Linked DNA regions of Ovis aries: regions 1 and 3 are each linked to region 2. The links are chromatin contacts, called in public Hi-C maps. All regions are on one chromosome and are shown on one strand. The core of a region is the stretch at or near the end of the contact, and the rest is flanking DNA. Distances in the headings are between cores, read along the strand shown.

Region 1 (2,843 bases), core at 340-2,839, 390 kb before region 2:
TGGATGTTACATTTGGCTCCAGCAGCCTAGCTCTTAGTGCCTTAGCAACTGGACTTACACAAATATTGTAAACTCTCCACAACCTACACATTTGTGGTGTAGGGTCTTGCTCACTAGTTTAGTTAAGCTCTATGTAACAGGCCTGGACAAGCCACTGAGGAGTCCATAAATGCATACCAATTTATGAGGCTTATGACACTTAAAAGGTGATTATACTACAAGCCTGAAATTAAGATTTCAGAAGTTTGAGAGACCAATGAAATTATTTCCTTAGTTCAATTTACTATTGAATTTAAAAATAAATTATCACTTACTGTTTGTTACATTGATGGAAATAACATTACTGCCCACAAATGCATCCTTGAGCATATAAGATTTTTTTTTAATCCCTTTATTTTTATTGACTATCCCTTTATTATTCTATGAAGAATGGACATGTGTTAAAGCTTCAGAAATCTTACCATATTTGTTTTTTCATTCAGCAATTACTATTTTAAAATGACTGGCTATGTTTTTCTCTAGTTAAAACATATATTAATTATGCCTTGGAACTATACAGTTATAATTGCAATTCAGATTCCCAGATGCTGAAATGATAAAATCTGAGTGAATTTGACTAAGTTAAAGGAAAAGTCATAGGTTATAGTGAAAGAAAATGTCAAAGTATATCACAGTCTAATTGCAGTAATCATATTATTTACTGTTACTCAAATTTGGTTTTTATTTTTTAACAAATATTGCCTTTTTTCCCCAAAAACTTCTTCCTATAAAGAAAGGAAAGGAACACTTAAATCAAGGTTGTAGAATTCAGAAGCTCACTGTAGGCAGTGTTTTGCAGAAGTATATTTTTTTGGCCATGCCCTGCAGCATGCAAAGTGGCGTGCGGAATGTTAGTTCCCTGACTAGGGACCGAAGCCATGCCCCCCATGGAGTCCTAACCACTGGACCACCAGGGAAGTCCTTGGCAGAAACCTTCGAGAGAGTCGGTTGACGGTGTAGGCCATTTAATTTTTTTTTTTTTAAGAGATTTTAGTAACTCAGTCCCTTTATTCATGTACCTTTCTTTACAGCAAACACAGACAGGGATTAGAGACCAAGTCTTTGCCATTTCATGGTTGAGATCCTTTTCCTCAGAACTGATGGATATATGTGATAATTTGCTGCCTTCGATAAGTATGTTTTAACATACATTTATTACAAAATTGAGTTACCTATATAATAACATGTACAGTTTTACCATTTCCTTAACATCTACTATTTATTGAGTAATTAATATGCATAAGAAACTATTAAAGTAGACATTCATTCAGAAGAAACCTACTGAAGGCCTTTTCCATGCCAAGCATTACAGGAAGAGTGACAGACCAGACAGAGTTGGTCTCTTACGGAACTCAGGTAAGTAACAGTCTCACAGGGTGACATTAATACCCAACTAAGGTTATATGAGTAATAATAAACAGGGATCTGGGATTTAAACCTACCCCCTAACCAATATAAAACAGCACATATACCCTTACCCCCAACAACACACACCTTTATTTTAAAACTTGAAGGGGAGACTGCATCTTATGCTTCTCTGTACCCCCAGTCTAGGGCAGTCCTTACCTGGTTTAAAGGAGTGCCCTGTTGTGTTAGTCACTAAGTCGTGTCCGACTCTGCGACCCCCACGGACTGTGAAACTCACTCAGTTGTGTCTGACTCTGCAACCAACTATACAGTCCATGGAATTCTCCAGGCCAGGATCCTGGAGTGGGTAGCCTTTCCCTTCTCCAGCCTTTACCCTCTCCAACCCAGGGATCAAAGCGAGGTCTACCCATGGATTCTTTACCAGCTGAGCCACAAGGTTCCTCTGTCCATGGGATTTTCCAGGCAAGAAGAAGAGTGGGTTGCCATTTCCTTCTCCAGGGGATCTTCCTGACCCAGGGATCAAACCCAGGTCTCCTGCACTGCAGGCAGATTCTATACCTAATGTTACTTTACCCAGGGTTACATGGTAAATAGCAAAACCGGTGTTTGGACCTAAACTTGATCAACTCCAGGCTGTGGTCTTAACCTAGAGCGTACCTTCTTAACGTGTGCTGGAAAGTCTGAAAAGCTTCACTGAATCTGCACTCGAATAGCACAGATTCTTAAAGATCTATTTAAATGTGTCCACTAGATGGCAACCTCCGTTCTAAAAAATCACAAGTTTTACAAACTTTAAAAATTACACAGAAAACTACACGTTACCATATCAAATCCTTGTACATGCACCATTCAGAATTAATAAATGTTAACATTTTGTTGCCTTCAGCTCATTTTCTGAAGAGGAAAAAATGCACAGATAAAACTCATCTTTCCCTAGTCCAATTTTCCTCCCTGAAGGAAACCACTATAATGAATTCAGTCTGGAACCAGTCCGTGTTTTTATGTTTACTACATGAAGCCATAAATAACATATCAGACTGTAGTATCTCTTTTAGAAGTTTATAAATGGTACTTTAACTCCCCAAATGAAAGATCAAGCAGACCAAAGAAAATTTAGGATTTTAGCTATGATAAAGTAATACTTTCTTTTGGAAAAAACCTGAATATGAGAGCAATTTTTTTTTTTATCAGATGACAATTCTTAGAATTTACCATCAACTCTGAAAAAATACTTGCCAACAAAAAAATTTTTTTAAATCATAAGATGTGCAAGAAAGCTTAGACTTAGTTGATAAAACAGTAAACAAAAACACCTACAATGAATTTTAAAAAGAAAAAAGTCACAATTTCTTTCCCCACTACCCACTGCCATCATAAATAAGCAATCAAATAAAATTTTGAGGAATTAACTGCTCAGTGAAGGATACTAATTAAAC
Region 2 (3,267 bases), core at 447-2,946:
CGCACATGTGAAACATCTCCTTTGCCCCAAGGATGGGAGGTGTGTGATTACCTCTTAACAGTCTTTTAATAGGGTTTAGTCCCACTCGGTCCCTGCCATAAAAATGCCTAATGTCTGGTTATTTACCCTATTCCTGTTGCTGAGATCTCAAAACATAGATAGGAGTCCGGTCTTAAATATGTAGTCCTAGAGCCCATTTGTCTTTTGCTTCAGGAAATGTATAGGCACCTGGTGATGAATGGCGCTCATCCCAGGAAGCTGAACAGTAGCCCAACTGTAAATGCCTAGACTGAAGCCCATCCATTTCCTGCCTCACATAAGTCCTACCAACCTCTCCAAATCCTTCTCACTGGAATCCATCTTGGCTGGGTGATGCATGTGCCACCAGAAAGGACCCTTAGAATAATCTGCCAGAGACAACCAGAAAACTAACTCCATCATCATAAAACCTGAGGCTGAGCCAAGTGGCAGAGCAGTTCTGGGTTCCCTTACCCTGCTGCTCTCTGTCCAGACGCCCTTACCTAATAAAGTATCTTGCTTTGTCAGCGTATGTATCTCCTCATACAATTCATTTCCGATTATTAGATGAAAACCCACTCTCTGCTCCTAGCTGGGGTTCCCCTTTCCTGCAACATCACTTCTGGCAATCCCTCACAATTTCAGGGATTAATGAATGTAGTCAAACATGTTTATTGGGCAACTACTAATGCGGGAGACCCAGGTTCCATCCCCGGGTCGGGAAGATCCTCTGGTGAAGGAAATGGCAACCCACTCCAGTACTCTTGCCTGGAAAATTGCATGGACGGAGGAGACTGGTAGGCTACAGTCCAAGGGATCGCAAAGAGTCGGACACGACTGAGCGACTTCACTTCAGGCGACAGGCATGACATCTAGCGGTGGCGGTACAGTACAACAGTAACTAAGGCAAGAAGGTGCTTGTCCTCAGGCTGGTTCAGGCACCTGGTCAAAAGAAACAAACGTATAAACGATGTGGTTAAATGCTATAAAGAAATTACGGGGGGTAATGGGAGAAAATGCATGTCCTTCTGGTCAGAGCCAGCCTCTCACAAAAGTGCCATTAAGGTTGAGACTCAAGCTTGGTCTTCAGGAGGCACTTAATGAAAGACATTATTCCCACAGACCTACTTTGAAAAAAGCCCACAAAAGGGAACGCCGTAAGTGGTCCACGCAGGGGCCGCTCCCAGACCGCCAACCTTCGCGGCCAGACCTTGACTGGCACTAGAGGGCGCCGGGGGTCCTCCCAGGACCAAGGAGGAGCCGTGGCCAGAGGCCGCGCCTAACTGACCTCTGGCACCTGCCGCGCCAAAGCCCCAAAGCCTGGCGCCACGCGGACAGAAAACAAGGGCGACGGTGCCAGGAAACCTATAGGCCCTAGAGCTGCTCCAGGGGTCACCAGACCCTCCAAGAGCGAACTTCGCAGAACCACATCCCAACCAAGGGCAGATACTCCCTCGCTCCCTCTGGGATAGCCCGGTTCCGGCGCCTCTAAACCAGGAAGTGCTGGTGGCATCCAATCCCAAACCTCCTTCCGCTCTTAGCCTTCGCGTCCACGGCTCGCCGCGGGGGCGCGCGAGGAGAGCGGCCTATGGTTACCAATGAGCTCTCAGGAAAGGCGCATGCGTCGGCGAAGGAACGCAACGTTCAGGAACTTTGACCTGAAGACGACTTTTCCCTGTCTGCCCCTCCCTCGCTGTGAAGATGGCGCTGTCCAGAGTGTGTTGGGCTCGGGCTGCTTTGTGGGGTTCGGCGGTGCCCCCTGGACTATATGTCGTCCGAAGGCTGCAGTTTGTTCGCTCTGGCCTGACCTGGGGGGCCCCTCGGTGAGGGACTTGGAGAGAGAAAAACATTTTTGACGTTCAGGCCCTGCCAGTGTCTCAATATTGTTTGCATGCTGTCTTAATTCTCAGGGCTCCACGCCCTGGCCCCTGGATTTCTATTCTGCTAAGAAGTCGCACTCGTATCCCTGCTAGAGACCTGGCTTCCTGACCCTCTCAGTTCTCAGCGCCGCGTGTTGCCTGAATTCTCCACGTGTCCTGAGCCGACCTTTTTCGGCTCAAGATTTTTCTGCTGCTTACCTGGATCTCACCTCTCTGGCTTTAGCCTGCTGCCCAAATTGTCCCTCAGGCCTTCTGCTTTCTCCAGGCTCACCACTCCCCCGATATTCATTCTTGTCTGGCCTCTTATCTGCCTTATCTGTTTTTCTCAGTCTAATTGCTTATCTCTCCGTGATCTCAAGATCTTCCTTGGATTTCAGAAGTTTCAGGTCTTAGCATAAATTCTCTGAAGCCTGTGTTTTACGTTTACGGACCCCTGCGGAGAAGCACGGAGAAGGCAATGGCACCCCACTCCAGTACTCTTGCCTGGAAAATCCCATGGATGGAGGAGCCGGGAAGGCTGCAGTCCATGGGGTCGCTGAGGGTTGGACACAGCTGAGCGACTTCACTTTCACTTTTCACTTTCATGCATTGGAGAAGGAAATGGCAATCCACTCCAGTGTTCTTGCCTGGAGAATCCCAGGGACGGGGGAGCCTGGTGGGCTGCCGTCTCTAGGGTCGCACAGAGTCGGACACGACTGAAGTGACTTAGCAGCAGCAGCAGAGAAGCAGGTTCCAGGGCTGGTTCCCAGATAGTCTCTTTCATCTTCCTTGTAGGTCTTCAAAGCTTCATCTTTCTCCAAAGGCAGATGTGAAGAGCTTGATCTCTTATGTGGTGACCAAGACAAAAGTGATTAACGGGAAATACCATCGTTTCTTGGGTCGTCATTTCCCCCGCTTCTATGTCCTGTATACAATCTTCATGAAAGGTAAAGACAAAACTAAAATAAAAATCCATTGGATCAGCTCTTGGGCAGTGTCAGGGAGAATAAGTAAGATCATTTCCGGCTCTGCATGGGGGTGTGAGCTGGTGTGTCTTGTGTTTCATAAATGCTTGAGCATTAAACTACTTCTTACAAGTTAGAGCTTCTTGAGGATGTTTCTAGAAGGGTAATATGAGAAACAACTTCTCACAACACCTAGGAGGAATATAGGTATTTTTGCACTTTGCTTAACCAGACGTCTGCCTATAATAGAAATTATTTGTCATGCACAAGGCAGAGATCCATAGCTGCACAGACCTGCCCTGTGATTTATCAGTTCACTTGGCTTGTACGAAAACGTGGTTTAATATTGTCACAGATCTCTCCTCGGTGGCATGTTGTGAAAAGAGCACTGTATGTACTTGGTTTCTGAATGTCTGAGTTAAAAT
Region 3 (2,997 bases), core at 254-2,753, 460 kb before region 2:
GTGTTTCCAATGCAGGAGATTTGGGTTCCCTGGTTGGGAGAACTAAGATCCCACAAGCCACAGGGCTCTGCCAAAAACAAATAAACCTCGGGCAGTTAACTGTTGTGGGTTTTAATAGGTAGTCAGTGTTTTCCTGAATGAATGACAATGGATAAACATTAGTGAGTTTTTAGGAGAGTCTGGCACAGTTTGGCACAGAGTAACTTGAGCTTTAAAAGCACATTATCTGGCCCTAATTTAATGTGATAATTAAATCACATTATCCGGCCCTAAAGGTCAAAAGGGAAGGGCCCTATCGACTCAAGTTGCCTACGTGGAGATCTCAAGCTAGGAAAATTTTAGAAAAATTATGGAACTTTTTGTCAAGAGCAAATTAAAATGTTTATCATTTATTATCTCCAGAAAGTCAGCAAAGAACATTTGCAAGGAAATGGATAAACAAAAAAATTCAGATGTATCAGAATAATCCCTTCTCCAGAAAAGTAGACAGTCATTAAAAAAAAGTTTAAAAAGCTTTTTGTAATGTATCAGAACGACGGTGTCATTGTATTATTATTTTTTTGGTCGGGTTGCGCGGCTTGCGCGATCTTAGATCCCAGACCAGAGATGGAGCCCTGCTTCCCCTGCAGTGGAAGCGCGTAATCCTAACCACTGCACCGCCAGGAAATTCCCGGTGTGATTTTATTTTACAACACTCGATTGTACTATAACTTTTCTCTAGTTTAAGTTGGGCTAAATCTGTGCTTCAGCGTGACACACTAACACACCCTGCCGACACCTTGCGGGTGTGGCTTTTAATCCTTTCATGTGTGATTAAAGATACAACTCTTAACGCCGTTTTATGGGATTAACATTAGTCTGAGTGGTAAGAAAAACTGAGGACAAGCCTTCAGGCTTCAAGTCACTCTGTCTACAACAGGCGGCAGGTCAGGCGTGGGTCAAAGCCCGGACGACAGCTCTGGGCCGCACCAAGTAGGAGCCGAGCTGAGACTGACGCCACGAACCGAAGAAAACTACCTCAGGCCGAGCGGCCTCTTGAGCCCCCGAGCGGGTGCTGGCCTCTGAAAACAGACATCTGGGAGCAGTGAAGACAGCTCCTGAAGCTAAAAGGAACTGCAGGTAACGCCACGCCCAACTCTCGCCAGAATAACACCTTTGCAACACGAACTCGCCATCCCGGGATACCTCGGCACAAGATGGCGGCGCGTCACGTGCGCAACGCGGTGACGTAGGACGGCGCCCTCACGGAAGGACCGCCCTAACCTCACCCCCCACGCTCTGTTACTCAGTTTTGCCCCCCTTCACTCCCCCGCCCCCGGCCTGGTGTAGATCATGCCGCCAGTGGCGGCCCTGACTGCCGAGGAAACGGTAGCTTAGGACAGTTGGCTGTTAAGTGACACTGATTCTCCCCGCCCCGCCTGACCCCTAAGAAAGAGGCACGTCCCCCGCCGCGTGAGGGGGTGGGGAAGTGGGTAGTGAATTCGGATCCACCTGGGAGGGGGGAGTGGAAGTTCCCCGCCCCGGACAGCGGCAAGGCAGCAGCCACAGGTAAGCAGGGGGCGGGGGAGGCGGGTGGGGACGTGCTCCCGTGTCCCCGGGCAAGAGGAGGGCGCCGGGACGCGGCCCCCGCGGGGACGCCGAGGCGGGTCACGCGTCTGGTGGGGGTCGCGCGGGGCGGCTGCGGTGGGGGAGGGGCGCGGAGGGCGCTTGGCGGAAGGGGGAGGGGCTGCTCGCTCTCCCCCGGCGGGGCGCGCTTCCGGTTCTCGTTGCCTGGCCTGCTGCGCCCCTTCAGTCGGCGGTGTCTTCTTCCCTCCCTCCCGCCTGCTGTCCCCCAATGAAAATTAAAACGAAGACCTCCCGCCGCGGGGCGGTTTTCGCCTCTGAAGCCGCCTCTGCGGCCCAAGGCGAGAGCCCTCTGTCGAAGGTCTCGGGGTTGGGACGGGAGCCGTGGGGAGGGCAGCATGGCCTTGGCCTCCGCGCGTCGTCCGCCGAGCGCCGCCAGAGACCGGTTATCTTCGCCGAAGACCGTAGAGCGTGCCCGGCGCCCTCGGGGTGCGGGGCCCGGACCGCTCGCTGTTGGGCCAGAGCCAACCCTTATCATCCGGGACCTTCCAGTCCAGTGGGGAGACATACGGTAGAATAATCATACACGAAGCAGTCATGGGAAGGTAGTGTGGAGTGACAGAACTCGTCTGTTTACCAACGGACAGACGTTCAAACCGAGAATACGTTCTCTTCTATTTCCTCCTGTATCACAAAACTAAGCATGGTATTTCAGAGCATCCACTTCGCCGTGGAGCATCCCGCTTGATCTCTCTACTATTATTGTAGATGTCAATGACTAGTTGTTCTGTCAACTTTTGAGGCGTAATGGGCTAATAGTCATCCGGATCCTTTCCGTTTCTGAGGCTTAATTCAGCATAAATTTGGCAAGCATCTTCGCCAAACTGGCCTCTTTTGTGATGTATTTGTTTTATCACTGCGAAGTATATTTGCTTATGTTTGCAAAAATAATTTCATCCCGAAAATTTCATTATGAACAGATGTATGCAGTTTTATTTAAATGCTGTTTTTCCTATAGACTATAATATGCAGTTTTCCTCTGTCTCAATTAGAATCAGTACGGTGTTCTTAAAGACGAATATGTTCTATTGAATTTGCTACTAACTTTGACGGTTTGTCTGATACATTTGTGCAGTGCTGCTATATCACCAGTAGGTGGTAGTACCCTCAACGTGTTTTTTTCCCCTTCACCTGTCATCCCATTTATTTATATTGATACTACTGAATTGTCAGCTCTAAAATAGGATGTTTTCTTGCGCCTGAATTTTCCTGTTTCTAAAGCTGGCTTGAAGTAATTTTCTGAAGATACCTTGTTTGATAAGGTATTTGAAGATATCATTGTTTCTATCAGTTTTAGGTAGGTAAACCCAAACTAAACACATTTTATTGAGTAGTAGTAAGTGCACGGTATTATTTTGGAAGTAGGATGTGGTC

Evidence for each region. Hi-C and Micro-C count contacts between places; a contact is called where the count stands out from the background.
Region 1: a Hi-C map of mesenteric adipose tissue shows a contact between it and region 2, with 3 times the contacts expected there. The contact joins the enhancer-like site here to the promoter of LETMD1 in region 2. A contact is called at or near these places in 3 of 16 Hi-C or Micro-C datasets (mesenteric adipose tissue and tail adipose tissue).
Region 3: a contact with region 2 is called in a Hi-C map of skin fibroblasts, with 4 times the contacts expected there. The contact joins the promoter of ATF1 here to the promoter of LETMD1 in region 2. A contact is called at or near these places in 2 of 16 Hi-C or Micro-C datasets (blood and skin fibroblasts).

The regions. Positions count from the first base shown.
Region 1 is chr3:135,522,642-135,525,484 of ARS-UI_Ramb_v3.0, reverse strand. No RefSeq gene overlaps it. Among named protein-coding and RNA genes, the nearest start is that of TMPRSS12, 26 kb to the right of the region's middle. Within about 2 kb of position 1,589, at least 1 of the 54 cell types and tissues checked has an H3K27ac peak or open chromatin away from gene starts, as enhancers often do.
Region 2 is chr3:135,128,073-135,131,339 of ARS-UI_Ramb_v3.0, reverse strand. LETMD1 (LETM1 domain containing 1) reads left to right here and starts at 1,696. Exons shown (of 9, transcript XM_012174274.5): 1 at 1,696-1,841; 2 at 2,673-2,824. The coding sequence starts at 1,720. LOC105610932 (a long non-coding RNA gene) reads right to left here and starts at 1,523. Exons shown (of 2, transcript XR_001039124.4): 1 at 1,147-1,523; 2 at 1-960.
Region 3 is chr3:135,586,222-135,589,218 of ARS-UI_Ramb_v3.0, reverse strand. ATF1 (activating transcription factor 1) reads left to right here and starts at 1,503. Exons shown (of 7, transcript XM_060412607.1): 1 at 1,503-1,548.